2 separate regions of the Sus scrofa genome follow, and region 2 is linked to region 1. Evidence: chromatin contacts called from public HiChIP or PLAC-seq data. All regions are on one chromosome and are shown on one strand. Each heading gives the region's core, a stretch centred on a gene start, on an enhancer-like site or on the middle of the called end of the contact. The rest is flanking DNA. Distances are from core to core; before and after follow the strand shown. Region 1 overlaps BDH1 (D-beta-hydroxybutyrate dehydrogenase, mitochondrial). Region 2 holds the start of DLG1 (disks large homolog 1).

Region 1 (7,653 bases), core at 3,434-5,933:
ATTCCTTAATCCACTTGGCATCCTCTTCAGGGATTTCCAGAAAGGAGGTGATACAGGGCTGTAGAATTTGTTCTGCTTTTAGCACCCAGAAAGAGGCACCAGGAGGAGGAAATTACTTTCTCTGCCCCAGGCCCTGGAAGGAGCAGGGTGGGCAGGAAAGTGGGCTCTGGCTGCTAGGGTTCAATTTTGAGTATTTCCTGATTTTTGTCTCTGCCTTTGGAACATTAAGGTCTATTCATTTCTCAGAAAGGTTGGAGTGGGTTGGCTGGGAATGGGAAAGGGATATTTAGGCCCTGGCTACACTGACCGGGACACCTTCTAAGTCCCTCCCTTAGGCAGGCGTTGCACTAGGTAACCTTTTTACGCTCACCTAACAACAGTGCAAGGGATCCATTGTTATCCCCATTTTAAACATACAGAAACTGAGGCTAGGAGAGACTAGATCACTTGGTAGTATTACACAATCAGAAGGTTGCAGAACAGGATTCAAAGTCAGGTCTGTCTGGCTCCAGAACTTGTATTCTTTCTACCCCACCTTGTCCAGAATGCAGAACAAAAGTTCCAGCAAAGCTTGTTTCTTTCCCATCCTATGGCTGCAGGCTCTCTGAGGCTCTTCCATCTCTAACACAGCATCACTGGTGGGCTCCTTTCCCTAGGAGTGGCCCACTCAGGGACCCCCAGATCTGCCCCTTCTTTCTCTGCTGCAGAAAAGCAAGAGCCTCCCCCCAAATACCTTTGTGTGTGTGTGTGTGTTCTGTTGCATCCTTTTACTGTGCACTTAACCTCCCAGAAAGTCAGCCCCCAAAGCCGAAAACTCCAATTTGTCACATTCCTCAAAGTGGCGTCCACTCCTCCCTGTCTGAGCCTCTGGTCTGCTTCTACCTTCAGCCTTCGGACCACGTGCCCAGCCCCCGGCATCGCAGAGCCCCCGCGTACCCCCCATCATTCTGCAAGTGGTCGTAGCACTGTTTGCTTGGCCACTGCATGTTGCTGGCAGCTGGGCCATGCCCAGCAGTGATTTTCCAGAGACATTCCGTTTTTATTTTTCCTTTGAGGAAGTCAAGGGGATTCTGCAAGTAGGGAAAGACCCCTTCACATCTGGGGGAGACAGCGAGCTGGGACCCTGAGGCTAGAAAGGAAGGGAGACAATTTTGGTTGGGTGAAGATTGAAAATGACTATTTTTCTTCATTTCTGAGACAATAAAGTATTGTATTTGTCCTCTAAAACCTGCTACCTGTCACCCTGGGTTCAAGTTTCCTAGGAGAGCAATGAGCTGCCTGGCACAAAGCAGGAACTCAAATAATAAAGGGGGAAAAAAAAAATAAAGGGGGCAGAGGGAGAGGGAGCAGAAGCTATTAAGTACAGAAGCCGCTGCTGCGCCTCTGAATGCGAGGACGCTCAAGACACTGGTATTTTCCTCCACAACTGCTCCTCCAGTCCCATCAACACCCCTGAAATCACACCACGCCTTCTGCCAGTTTCTTCCACTGGAACAAGTCTGTCCATCCTGCCAGGCTGCAGCAAACTTGATGGTACCCTTCATAATGTCACAGACCTCTCACCAATCACTAGTGGCTTGCCGCTCCTCACCTGTTTCCTTGAAGGGACCCTCGAATCTCCATAAAGTGTGGGTTTTCTCATCCAGCACCATGGCTTTTCCTTGTGTCTTCAGGCAAGTCCCGCACTACCTTGTACACCTTCGGTCAGACATTATGAGCCAAAACCTTTGGCCACAACACAACGCAAGTAGGAGAGAAAGAGAGGCCCCAACAGAGTAAACGACCCAGTAATGGAACAGACATGGCCCAGCAGAGCACTCGCTGGCTGTAAGCACACCAGCCAGTCAGTGCCCAGTGCCGCTCTGCAGTCCGCCAAGCCCGTTTCCACAGGCTTGGAGCAAGCTTTAGCAGCACGGAGACCCTGGGAACAGTGGGCGCTTCCTCCCGAAACCCGGGTGGCTACAGCTGAAGCTGAGAAGAGCAATCAGCCCACTGCTATTTTTGAAGGCACCAGTGTGGTTACTCAGCGAGCTGTAATTAAGCTCATCTATAATTTGATAAGTGGGAGCAGCCTCACATTTTATAGAGTAATTAAGTTTCACCAAGAGAGCAGTGCAGGGAGTTTCTGGGTCCTGGTATCCCCTGAGGTTGGTCCACATTCACACTGTCTCCTCTAACATATGCACATCAATGCTGAGGCCAGAATGGTCTCGGTCCGGCCCTGGGAATTCTTCCTGGCCTTGTGCTCTCCACCGCAGGTTCCCCATTAGAGCCCAGGCTGCTGGCAGATCCAGACACAATAGACATACCTGGGACGAAAGGCTCAACCTCACTTTCTCCACTGCTTTCTGCAAAACTGTGGACTGGAAGAAAGTTGAGGGTTTTTTTTTTTTTTTTTTTTTGGCTTTTTAGGGCTACTCCCACAGCACTTGGAGATTCCCAGGCTAGGGGTCTAATCGGAGCTACAGCTGTTGGCCTACGCCACGGCCACAGCCATGCCAGATCTGAGCCGAGTCTTCAACCTACACCACAATTCACTGCAACGCTGGATCCTTAACCCACTGAGCAAGGCCAGGGATTGAACCATCTACCTCATGGTTCCTAGCCAGAGTTGTTAACCACTGAGCCTACAACCTCATGGTTCCTCATTGGATTTGTTTCGCTGTACCATGATGGGAACTCCGAAAGTTGAGTTTAATGTTCCCTGCCATCACTCCTTCACAGGCTACATGGCCAGCCTCTGGCTAAGTGGTCCAGCCCAGCTCCAGGGCCCTGATGGACAGACAGAGGCAGCCTGGGGGTAAGGGAGAGGGGCCTAGGGATGGAGGCCAGGACTGGATTTCTGTCTTGGCTCTCCCACTTCCTGGCTCTGTGATCTTGGGCAAAGCACCCAGCCCCTGAGGCTCAGTTTCCTCATTTTAAAGTAGGAATAGTAGCCCTGCCTAACTCATAAGCTGTTGATGAGGATCAGATAAGACATGACTCAGGTAGACAATTGTGAGGGGCACGTGTGGGTAAGAAATTTTCATCAGCTCAACAGATGTATTTAAAACCTGTCCCAAGTTTGGTGCTGCTCGAGGGGGTTTAGGTGACCATTCACCTTGGTATGTGTCATCAAAAATGAGATGGGTAAACCCAACTGAAACTCTGTTCAGACAGCGAGGAGTGTGGAAGCTGTGTCAGATGAGGGACCTGGGCTCTCGAACCTGACTTGGCCATTTCCAATCCAGTGTTCTGTGAAGCTCTGGGTCAGAGCCAAGTGTCAAAGGACTTAGGTCAGAGATGGTAGATTTTAGCTCAGTCTTGGGTAAATTTTCCCTATCCAAGGAAACGCCACCTTAGGAAGTAAGGAGATTCCTGCCCCTGGAGGGCTTCGAAGCCTGGCCCCTGTCTAGAAGCTGGGGGTCAAGCTTGATGTTGCCTGAGTCCCTCTTCCTTCTCTGAGGTCCTAGGGGTTCTGGCAGCCCTCCCAGCTCTAATCACAGGCCCTGGACCCTGCCCAGTAGGTACGCACCCTATTCCTCCGAAGCCACAAACCTCACAAACCACCTTCCTTGTACCTACGCACACCAGGAAGGTCTTAGATGCTCTAGGTTTCTTGTTTGTTGTTTGTTCTACACCACAGCCCCATAGCCCTTCTTGTCCCACATCCTTATCTGAGGATTCTCAGGCCTTGTGCTCCTACAACCCTCCAGTCCTTGGAGGGCAGCTCCAGAATCTGTTTCTGTTCAAGGTTAAGGTGTTGGTAGTCTTCGAGCATGTCTTCAGAAATACCCAGGATGGGGCAGTGTGAGCCCAGGCAGATTTCCTCTGGGAGGGATGTGGATGGGCTCTTCTGGCACATCCCCTCCCAGGGAGCAGCACCCAGAGCCCAGGGGGAGGGAAGAGGGAGATGGGGGAGGGCAGAAGGAGGTGGGGGCAGGGGCAGGGGCAGGGGGAGGTGGCTCGTGGGGTAGCACTCCATGGTTGTACTGTGCATATGCCTACAGATCTCTCTCACTGTTACATAATCGAGGTATTTTTTTCCCTCCTTATTTTAGATCCTGGTGCCATCTGCCCTGCTTTTCATGCATTACTAGCTGGAGGTTAGGTCTGACTTGGCCACCCAGTTCTACCCCTTCCTGGGTGAGAGACTTGGGGTGGTCTATTTCCTTGTGTGTAAAATGTCTTACTCCCAGGGCTGCTGTGAGAACCCGGGGAGAGGAGGAGTTGGGCGGGCTGCCTACTGGGCCCAGGCCTGCACAGATGTGCCGGTTGTTCTCTGGCAGTCGGGGCCTGGTGCTACCCAAGCCGAGGGAGCCTCTGCTTGCTCATGTCTGCACCTGCACCAGAACCACTTGGCACAGCTTTGCAGGGCCAGGCCATTTGAAATGCAGGAAGTAAGCAGGTCTCACAAGAGGAGAGTCTGGCAGTCCCCCATCATGGGGAGCAGAGGCACACGTGGCAGGCAGGGCCAGGCTAGCCAGTCACCTGCTCTCCCAGCCCTTGGCCTCAGGGAAAGGGGGACGGGGGTGGGAAGGGGCTGTAACAAGGTGCTGGCAGGAGCAGCTCTCAAAAAGCCCTCACCCAGCCTCCAGCCATCAGGGGAAGGGCCGTTCGGGCTGAAGCACCAGCCCATGGGTCCCCATAGACAGAGATACTACTGGACAAAGTTTCAGGGTCTAGCCCCGCCCAGCCCCCCTCCTCCCTTCCCCAAGTTCCAGGCTTTGCCTCAGACCCAGAGCAGCCTGCTCAAGGTTACACCCTGCAGAGGTGGCAGAGTGGCCCCAATTCGGCCTTCTCCTGGCACCAAGCTCCACATTTAAGCCAGCAAGCTCTTAGAAGAGCGGAAAAGTTGTCACTGAGGAGGTTTGTGTCTTTGTGCCTGGACTGTTTCTGAGTTGGAGATCACGAACCCTTTCAACACTTTGAGACCTCAGGCTCTGGTGGCTGGGAGCTCCCAAATCAGCAGCTGGGGCCTCTCCTGCAGCGAAGGAGGCAGAGCGCCCTCTTGCGGCAGGCGTGGCCATCCAGGACAAGGCGGAAGTCCTGATTTGAACCGTAGGGCTGGAACTCAGGACCCTCTGCTACCTGGAGAAGGGTGTTGCCTGGTTTTGGTCCAGACATACAGGCTCCGGGCAATTGCAGGGATACTAGCCTTCAAACCCAAGCCCAGGAAGTGATAACACAGACACTGCTTAGTGCCCTGGTTTTATTAAAATTAAGGCCATAATAGGAAGGTGAGCTATCAATAAGGCCACCCTGAGAGTCACAGAACAGGTGTGTGTGTGTGTGTGTGTGTGTGAGAGAGAGAGAGAGAGAGAGACAGACAGATGGGGTACCTGGACCCGCCCCTGGGGGAGAAGATGCCACAGTGCCCATCCTATGTATCACGGCTTCTATCAAGGATGCCCCTTCAACATGGGTCCCACGCCAGGTAGAATCAAGCAGACACAAACCAGAAACAAATCACCTCTTAGTCAATGAGCTGCTCCACACAAGTGTGTCCTAAGACAGGCTGGAGAAATCTCAAATGGAGATCTCCAGAATGTCACCACCCCCTCCTCACAGTCAGCTCTGAATCACTGGCTGCAGGCTGCACCCAGCAGCACCACAGACATGCAAAGAGATGCAGGGCGGGCACATGATGGTATGTACGGCTCATGTGAGGCTACAGAGCTCATCAGAGGATCCTTGGATAACTGGGCCCAGAGCAGCCCTGCGACATAAAATGTGAAGCCTTTTGGAGTTCCCATTGTGGCTCAGCAGGTTAAGGACCTGATGTTGTCTCTGTGAGGATGCAGGTTCAATCCCTGACCTCGCCCAGGGAGTTAAGGATCCCCAGCTTCTGCAAGCTGTGGTGTAGGTCACAGACGCAGCTTGAATCGGGTGTGGCTGTGGCTGGCAGCTGCAGCTCCAATTTGACCCCTCGCCTGGGAACTTCCATGTGCTACAGCTACAGCCCTAAAAAGAAAAAAAAATTCGTGGAGCCTTCCTAAGAAGAGGCAGGAATACACAATTTGGACCTTTATATTTTATATAAAGCAGTATAAAAAAACCGACCTATAAAGCAACGAAAGGGTAATTCATGTATCCTCTGTGGGCCAAAACTTCATCATGTACAAAAGAAAAAAAATTTTTTTTGTCATTTTTACTCATGAGGCTGGTTTAAGGATCAAGTGAGACAAATTTTTTGAACTGATGTTCTGTCTTAAAAATGTAAAGGATTTGGGGAGTTCCCGTCGTGGCGCAGTGGTTAACGAATCTGACTAGGAACCATGAGGTTGCGGGTTCAGTCCCTGGCCTTGCTCAGTGGGTTAAGGATCTGGCGTTGCCGTGAGCTGTGGTGTAGGTTGCAGACGTGGCTAGGATCCCGAGTTGCTGTGGCTGTGGTGTAGGCCGGGGGCTACAGCTCCGATTAGACCCCTAGCCTGGGAACCTCCATATGCCACGGGAAGCAGCCCTAGAAAAGGCAAAAAGACAAAAAAAAAAAAAAAAAAAAAAAAAAAAAAAGTAAAGGATTTGGCTTCTAGTTTACAATAAATCTGTTGTTAATTTAACGACATCTCACAAAAAATCTTTGTATAAAATCAACCTCAGAAATTTCTGACAGATGCACCATGTTTGCCCTGAGGTTTGAGGGTCCTGCCCACCACTCTGCACCCCGATCGAGAAGGTCCAGCCAACTTACTGGGCACATGAGTTGGGCTAGGTGACCAGCTTGGGTTAATGGTCAAACTGGCCATAGGTCCTCCTGGGATGGGGATAATCCACAAATGGGTAACCAAGAGGTGAGGACATAAGCTCCTCCCCCTCCCTCCCTTCTTCCTCTCCCCGCACCCAGGGCTCCCCAGCAGAGGCCAGTGTGACACTCCTCAGTGTATGTAGATCCTGTCGGAGATGGCTCCAGGCAAGTGGGTCATGATCTGCATTCGCACCCACCAGTAGTAGTCCATGGGGTGGTAGCGAGTGTAGGGGGTGGTGGAGGTCAGGGCGTGGGTGACAGCATTGATGACGGGAGACGTGTCCGTGGAGCCGCTGTTGCAGAAGTTCTCCATCCTGGCGACCATCTCATCAAAGTACTTCCTGCCGTAGTCTTGACGCACCGCCTCGGGCACCTGCTCCCACATCTTAGTGGCGATGGCCCGGATGCGCTCAGGGCTGTAGAGGCTGGTGGCGACGATGAAGTTGCCGGGCTCCACCACGCTGACCTTCACTCCCAGAGGGTGCATCTCGTAGCGCAGGCAGTCAGAGAAAGCCTCCACCCCGAACTTGGTGATGCAGTAGGGGGAGCGGCTCACATTGGCCAAGCGGCCCATTATGCTGCTGATGTTGACCACGCGGCCTGCGGAGGGAGACAGCAAGCCCCTGCTCAGGACGCACCGCATGAGGACGAGGGCCTGGCACATTTCCCAAGGTCTGGCTGGAACCTGGCTTCCAACCCCTGACACTTGCTTTGCTGTCTGCCAGGCTGGGGCTTGGCCTTCTGAACCATCAGGGACAGGGGGCCTTCTCATTTATAGTCAAGGCCACCTCGGGTCCATACAGCAGCATCCGCAGGCCGGATATTTCCTGGATAGCCAGCTGCACCCGGGCAGCACAGGGAAGGAGAAGCATGAGAAGCAGCCCTGCATAGCAGGAGGCCACAGTATAACTGGGCAGCACAGCTAAGCT
Region 2 (7,653 bases), core at 2,427-4,926, 170 kb before region 1:
TTACTCTTATTGATCCATAGATATAAAGCTGTAACTACTTTGAAGTTACAGAGGAAAAGACTGTAAAACAATGAACTATATGTCCTACTTTAACATGACTAATAAAGACTCATTTTATTCTTACAATTGAAGAGGACAATTTTCTAGTTCAGTGGTTGGTACACATTTCAAGGAACCTCGAGGAGAGGGCTAGAGGCAGGTCACCCTATTTTACACATCGGAGATTGTGTACAAAATACCAGATTTTTCTTTTAAAAAGGGTCTAGTTACTTTTTAGAAAAAGCCTTAAAAACCACTGTTCCGCAGCACCCACATGCTACAGTTAACAGTGACTTAGAAAAGATTAAATGGCTTGTACTGTATCAATCAATGGCAATATCAGGAAGATAATTCAGCACTGTTGACTATTTGTGCAGTTCCTTAAAACAATGCACCACTTCAAATTTAAGTTACAGTTGAGAATAAAACTGTTTCAATATTCTTATCTGTAAATTAAGATTAGACAAGATCATCTCTAAGATCATTTTCCAGGTCTGAAATTCTGACTCTGCAAATGCCAAGTTTAAACAGAGGTCTATATTAAGGGAATGGATGTTCTTAAACATAGCAGAACTCTTCAAACATTTTCAGCGACTCCAGAGAAATACAAGTCAAACACAGAAAGAAGCTAAGTGTTTTTCAGTCAATAATTTTTGGATCAAGAAACATTTTTTCAACTTCTTCATCTTTCAAAGCATGGATGTGAAACTCTGTTATCAAAGACCTCTGAAATAATCATACTGAATGTTTTTTTAGTTATTAGATACTTTTGGAAGGGATATTGGCCTAAGTATCAAAATACACAACTCCTTGGATGTTCAAGTTACTGAATGCCTCACAGAGAACCAAATACATCACTCTCTTTAAGTTTAAAATAAATGAATTCAGAGAAACAATAAGTCTAGCTGACACATAATGACCACCAATAAAGTTTTGATTCCCACCTATTAAAGCCTGAAAAAGGTTGCTCTGAAATATGTTAATAACCCGTTCTATGGAACTTCTGAGCTGTCTGTCTTCAGTTTGGCTTAGTTTTGAACGATAGTCTTCCAAAAGGTGTAATGCTCTCTGGGTATCTGAAAAGAATAAAAAAGTCTGATTAAAATTATATATTTACAAGAAAATATTACATGTTAGCTGTGTAGCAAATGATTGTGCAAGACATCTAAACAGTTCCCCAAACCCTCCAAGTCAATCCATGCTATATGATCATGCACACAAATATATTCCCTAGAATGATCCAAAAAAAATTTAAACATGTCACGGTAGATGAACAAAAGGTGAGTAGTTTGTAATAAATGTGTACTAGCAGTCTACCCCATAAAAGATCACTTGATCAAAATATTAGTAATATAGTTTCAGGTGATCTGATATACAAAAGCGGATTATCCACAACTCATCATTATAACCCAAATATTGTTTCAAAATTACTAGCTCTTAGCCAGTCTCCCACATTAGCCCACAAAATAGTGCTTAGTAATAATAAAGCCAAATATTGAAACACCAACACAGAATTTTAAAAAAGACATTTCAGAAAAAAAAGTGAATTGCCTCTCCAGTCACTAGAGAGACACAAGGAAAAAAGTTTGACCAACAATGAGGTGTTTCCATCTTCTGAATGATGTGAGGCTTAGATTCCCGAAGCAGAAAGAGTAGGATTGTGATGTCTTTCAGAATTACACAAACATATTTAAAACAAAATAGACATACGGAAAAGCAAGTGACACCCACAAGAGAGTTCCCACGTAAATTCTCACCTTGCTTCCGGACCGGCATTTTCCTCCAGAATCAGGAAGAGGCACACACCTTTAAAGAACAAAACAAAAAGGAAAGAGAACTAAAGAAGAGAATCGTGGTTAAATTAGCATTTCCCCCTAACTCTCAAATCGAAAACCCCCCAGCCCCATTTGAAAAGCCCACCTGGCAAAGTTTTCCTAAGTGAAAAGAAGAACCTCAAAACCCAGCAGTGTCAGTCAATCTAGAAAGCTTTAAACTACGGTGGGTACCCCTGCAAATTAAGAGCTGACAGAAGCTTCAAAATTCTCCTCGAAAGCTGCTCCCTCTCAAGAGAGCACTAAATGCCCAGACATGGGGCCACCCCTCTCCCGGCAGAAGCGTGCATAGTTCTCACCTACTACTGGAAGGGTGAGGAAGTCGCTCCGACCCTTGGCCCCTAAGCCAGAGGCGGCCGTAAAGCGCTCAGAGAAGGGGCCAGCTGGACTGATCACCCCGCCCTGCCCGGACCCCTCCTCTCGCTTGCCTGTCTCCAGCTCGCTTCCTCCGAGCTACTCCAGCAGGGTCCAGACAGGGAAGCGGCCGCTCTCCGCGACGCCCTCGCGACCCACATGCACACCTCCGCGGGCCCCCACACCTGCGGCGCCGCCACAAAGTTCCTGCCAGTGCCGTGCGCTCCGAGCAGCGGTGCGCTCCGGCCGGTCTCGGGGCGGCTCCCCCGCCCTGCCCCGCTCCACGTCCCCCCGCCCCGCCCGGGGCTCGCGGAGCTAAGCAGAGAGGGGTGAGGGAACGGGGGAGGAGCTCCCCTCGGTTGCCGCACCCCCACGGCCTCTTCCTCCTCCGCCGCCGCCGCCGCTGGTGCCTACTCACTCGCCGCGGCCCGCTAGCCCGCTCGCCCGCTCGGCTCCTGGCCGCCCCACCCCCGGAACCTCGCCTCCTTCCGCGCCCCCAACCGCTCTCCCCCCAAACTTTCCGCCAAGATGGCGGCCCTGAAGCTGAACTGCCGCGCCCCCACGTGACCGCTCTCCCGGCGCTCTCAGCCAATGGGAAGTGAGGAGGCGGCTCGCGCGGAGCCCGGGGCTCTCCGCTGTGCTACCTTTGGGTTGGAAGGGGGAGGAGGGCCTGGAGCGGGGTGGGGAACGCGAAAGGGGCCCGGGGAGCGTCTAAGCAAACCTCTTCGTTTAAAGGGGGAGGCCATCGAAGTGGCTCTGAGGACAAAGGAGTTGACAAACAGACTCTACAGGTGGTCTGGGGGGCCTGGAAGAGCCCGCCTCTACCCCTCCTTCTCTTCGCCCAAACCCGCCGGTGTGTCCAGCGTTTCTAAGCAAGTGGCGCGCCAGGCCCGGAAGGGTCAGGGTGTGGAAAGACCTAACCTCACCTACACCAGATCCAAGACACACATTCCGAGACATCCTTTAATCTCACTAAGCACGTGCTGTTTTCAATTCCTGGGCAGGAGATAGTACTTGGAGCCCCCGGAGGTGGATCCCCAACCTGGAAAAGCGTGCTCGGGGAGGGGTCGAATCCGCCACCCACCCACCGCAGGAGGGAGGAAAAGGAAGGAGTTTGGGCGGGGGGGCGCGCCGTCTCTGCACTCATACACTTTGTAATAATTTTTTTAAAGTTACTATTAGTCCCTCAGTAAAAGTTGGGGGGGGGACTGAAAGAAGGGCAGGTAAAATAGGGATATTCGTTAATTTGATAGGAATTTGAGGGTTTTATTGGAGCATTTTTAAGTCTATGTGATTAATTCCAAGTATAAAGGCATTTAAGAATGGGAAGAGAAAATTCGTTCTTTTTCACTCACTCATTCATTCCCCCTTGCCTGCAACCTCCGCCTAGTCATCAGCCCCAATCTCTGGCGGCGCCTTTAATAGCTCACCTGTAGCTACCGCAGCCGAGCCGCAACTTGGCAGGCACGGCTAGTTTAAGTTTCGATTACACCTGGGAGCGGGACTATGGGAGGGCCGGGACCACGCTCCCTGCCTGAGCCACTCAAGTTGTCGAAAGAGAATCCGGAAAACCTCTCTAAGTCACTCCCAGATCTTCGAGCCTCTTCCGCGTAACAGGGACCTACCTCCCTGCTCTGAGGTGCAGAGAGAAGAATCTGCTTAAGTTTGCCCAGAATTAGTGACAAAACTGGAAATACAGAGATCATGTCTTTCAAATCGAAAGTCTCTTTCCAGCAAACCTGATAGCCTTTCACTGAGACAGTACCCTTGGGCCAATAAAGGGAAGTCCGGGGAGACTTGTAGTGTAACAGTTGTTTAGAGGTTTGCTGACCACAGAGTTTCACTTTTGGAATGCACCTTGGAATCCTAACTTGACCCACTCTCTCAGTTTAAGATAAGGAAACAGAGGTCCAGGGTAGGGAAGCAATTTGCCCAAGAATATAGGCTAATCAGCGGCAGCAGCCCAGAATTAGCTCACCTAGCTCCAGTCCAGGGCTCCTTCCACTGCGATTTTTGACAACTTGATAGTAGTATGCTGGTACTGGCAGCAAATCTATGGTCTCCTGCATCATGGAAGTTTGAGCAACAGGTAAAGCAACACTACAAAGAAGAAATGGGATGGAAAAGCAAAAGGAAGCTCTTAAAAGTAAGGAGCTTAAATAGAGGGATTTTTGAAAATAGTAAAATGGTGGGGAGAGTTAATAGTGAAAATGGCTGATGGCTATCAAGACTTCATTGAGGAACTGCGAATGAAAGGGTTCCATTTAAGGAACTATTCTAAGAATGGAATATCTTCAGAATTTAGGAGAAGGAGGAAGGGATTTCACCCACTGTTCATCCATTGTTCAGGAAATGGAGATAAAAACAGAGATCCAAGCCCTGCTCTCAGGACCCACAGCCTAATAACAAATGGATAAAGGCCAGTGCAGGTTTTTCCAGGGGCCGCTGAAAAGTCAAAAACAAAATTTGTACAAGTTCTCAATGTCTTCCTAGTCCTCCCCTAAAAACAAAGAGGAGGGGGAGAAGGAAAAGGAGACGAGGGCACAAAGCCCTTCCTTCTTGTCATCTCCTAGCCCTATGTGGTCAGCTGTGTCCAGAATGGACATGAATGCAGCTAGCCCTTGTTCCACCACTGGGGGTGAAGACAAGTTCAGGCTCAGAATGAGGGGCCTTTAATCTTTATTCCTCCTTTCTATCCATCCGTACGTATCACTTACCTAGAGCTGCATAACAAATTCCTTAAAGCTTAGCAGCTTAAGACTCAGTTCCTCAATAACTAAAACAGCAATAAACATCATCTCACAGTTTCTGTGCATCAGAATTTCAGGAGAGCCTTAGCTGGATGGTTCTGTTGTGGTCTCAAGAAACTGTAGTCGAGTTGTCTACCAGGACTACAGTCATCTGAAAGCTTAACTGGGATTAAAGGAGGCTCTTCCAGTATGGGTGTATGGCTATTCCAATATGCCAATTCTGACTGTTGACAGGAGGCCTCAGTTTCTCACCAAGAAGTTTTGTCTTTAGAGTTTGAATGTCGTCATGACATGGTGGCTGGCTTCCTCCAGAGCAAGTTTTCCAAGAGAGCAAGGCAACAGCCACAACATCTTTCATGACCTAATCTCAGAAGTAACATTCCATCATTTCTGTAATATCCTCTTATTGGTTACTTAGGTCAGCCTCAAGATACCAGGAGGTAAGAATCATGAAGTGCTTTCAAAGACGCTGGCTACCACATTACATACAGCAATGGCATCTGGACTTTTCCAAACAGCTTTTATTTCCTTGAAGTCTTCCTTATTTTATGCAGGGTGCAGCTGCCATCCGCTAAGATCCAATACAAGATCTGACTATTTTCCAACCTCCTCATTAAAAATAATAATAAAAATGGGAATTCCCATTGTGGCTCAGCAGAAATGAATCTGATTACACTAGTCAGTGACCATGAGGTTGCAGGTTTGATCCCTGGCCTCGCTAAGTGGGTTAAGGATCCGGCATTGCTGTGAGCTGTGGTGTAGGTCTCAGAAGTGGCTTGGGTCCCACATTGCTGTGGCTGTGGTGTAGGCCAGCAGCTGTCGCTCCAATTCAACCCCTAGCCTGGGAACTTTCATATGCCGTGGGTGCGACCCTAAAAAGCAAAAACAATAATAATAATAATTATATATATATGTATGTATTTTTTCCCAGCTCCTAGTTAACTTGCCTTTCAAATAGCTTAAAAGGCTTAGGAGTCAAAGGACCACAGGGAAAGTCTCAAATCTCCCATTCTTCAATAGAAATGTCAGAGATTTGATTCTCAAAAAATATTGTTTCTCAGTTTTAACCTCCTCTTCCCAATAATCCTTCTACCCAAGCCACCCTTAGAGCTTCACATCTCTGTCTCTGTCCTCTGCCCCATCCAGGTGCCCAGGCTAATTTCTGTAAAGGTACTTGGGTTCTGCCAGACTCTACTGCATCTTTTGCTCTCACTCTGGCAGAGTGGCAGTGTGCTGCCTATGCCAAAGCAATCACTAAGAGGAAAGGACTTGATGCTGTCAAAAACACTTATGCCAACTTGGGCTGCCATAAGAGGAACAGCGCTGAGAATGATGGTAGTGACCCTGCTGGTTTAGACCTCCAGGAAGAGCTCAGGGAGCATTTCTTGGCAGCACACCTTAAGAAGGATCTAGATTAATCAGCATCTGGAAAGAAGAGAGACCCAGAGCAATCAGGGATGTGAAACCTAACCCGAAGGGGAACAATGGAAGAATTTAGGGTCATTTCTCTCAAAAAAGAGAGGGCTTTAGGAAGCTTGACTTTAATCTTCAAACAGGCTTAGACTATGTATCCAGGGGACAGGACTAAAACTAAAGGATGAACATTGTAAGAGCACAAAAGTTTCTTCTTTAATGAAATGTGTCAGAAATGTCCAAAATTCCAAAGACTGTCCTGAGGTGGTGGGAGTTTCCCATCAAGCTGAGGCTGAAAGAGTCCAGCCAGAATTTTTTTTGTCACAGGGAGGTAGATACCTGGGACAGAAGACTGGGTCTTTGACCTTCGAGACCACAGTTCTAAGCGCTTGAAACATCTGCCCCTACCATAGTATTAGTTCCATTTTATCTAGAATCCATTCTGTCTAGTTTAGGCAGTAATGAGACTGACCTCCTTCTGCAAAGATAATTCTTACCAGAATAAAAGGTACAAGTTAAAACCAATTCCCTTTAAAGTGTGGACAGTTGCCCACCTCCATGACAATTAGGCACTGAACTCAGGCCTCAAGTTTCTATATTATGCTGTAATGGGTTCCTAAGTGGGGATTGGCTAACAACTTCTCCCATTTAAACTGTATTTATACTGCTATAGCCCTTCACATGGTATTCAAAGACAGATTTAACTCATTGTAGTCTCTCATAGAAACCTATGAGATAAACTTACTACTTATGATCTCCTACTTTGCAGAGGAGAACACTGAGGAAGAAGGAAATAAATAACCCAGTCCAAGACAGCACAGCTAACTGACAATTAGTTCATTGTTTTTTTCCATTAGACTATGTTGCCTTTTCTCTGCTTGACTCTTTCTTACAACAAACCAACCAACCAACCACTGTGTATGTGCTGGGGCAGGCAGCAGGTATGTGAGACAGATTGGAGATAGAGTCATAAAGATAGAGAGATACTAAAAGAAAAGAAAGGAGAGACACAGAGAGATTCTGATAATAAAACTCAAGCAATAGGCTAGTGTGCTACCTATTGATAATATTTTCGAATGCTTTTAACAGTGGAAATAATTTTGATGCAAATAGGAGTGTCACCTCTGACCACAAAGAAATAAATATCCACACCCTAATCATATGTTTAGACTAAATAAAGTGTTGTGTTTTTTTTTAATGCAAGGGGTTTATTTAAAACGCTCTGTTGCTTCCTTCTCTCCTTCCTTTACCCTGACAAGTACCCT

The links. HiChIP or PLAC-seq counts read pairs in DNA pulled down with a chosen protein or histone mark.
Region 2: an H3K27ac HiChIP or PLAC-seq map of skeletal muscle shows a contact between it and region 1, with 5 times the contacts expected there. The contact joins the promoter of DLG1 here to the enhancer-like site in region 1. A contact is called at or near these places in 2 of 5 promoter capture datasets (fetal skeletal muscle and liver), 7 of 47 Hi-C or Micro-C datasets (adipocytes, embryonic fibroblasts, epiblast stem cells and 4 more) and 1 of 2 datasets of contacts at active chromatin or transcription factors (skeletal muscle).

The regions. Positions count from the first base shown.
Region 1 is chr13:132,644,796-132,652,448 of Sscrofa11.1, reverse strand. BDH1 (D-beta-hydroxybutyrate dehydrogenase, mitochondrial) reads right to left here. Exons shown (of 7, transcript XM_021070089.1): 7 at 5,178-7,324. The coding sequence ends at 6,855. Among named protein-coding and RNA genes, the nearest start is that of BDH1, 46 kb to the right of the region's middle. Within about 2 kb of position 4,683, at least 11 of the 83 cell types and tissues checked have an H3K27ac peak or open chromatin away from gene starts, as enhancers often do. A contact at or near this core is called in skeletal muscle, where this site is marked.
Region 2 is chr13:132,815,954-132,823,606 of Sscrofa11.1, reverse strand. It overlaps DLG1 (disks large homolog 1), which reads right to left and starts at 3,676. Exons shown (of 27, transcript XM_021070096.1): 1 at 3,656-3,676; 2 at 1,797-1,845; 3 at 984-1,115. The coding sequence starts at 1,815.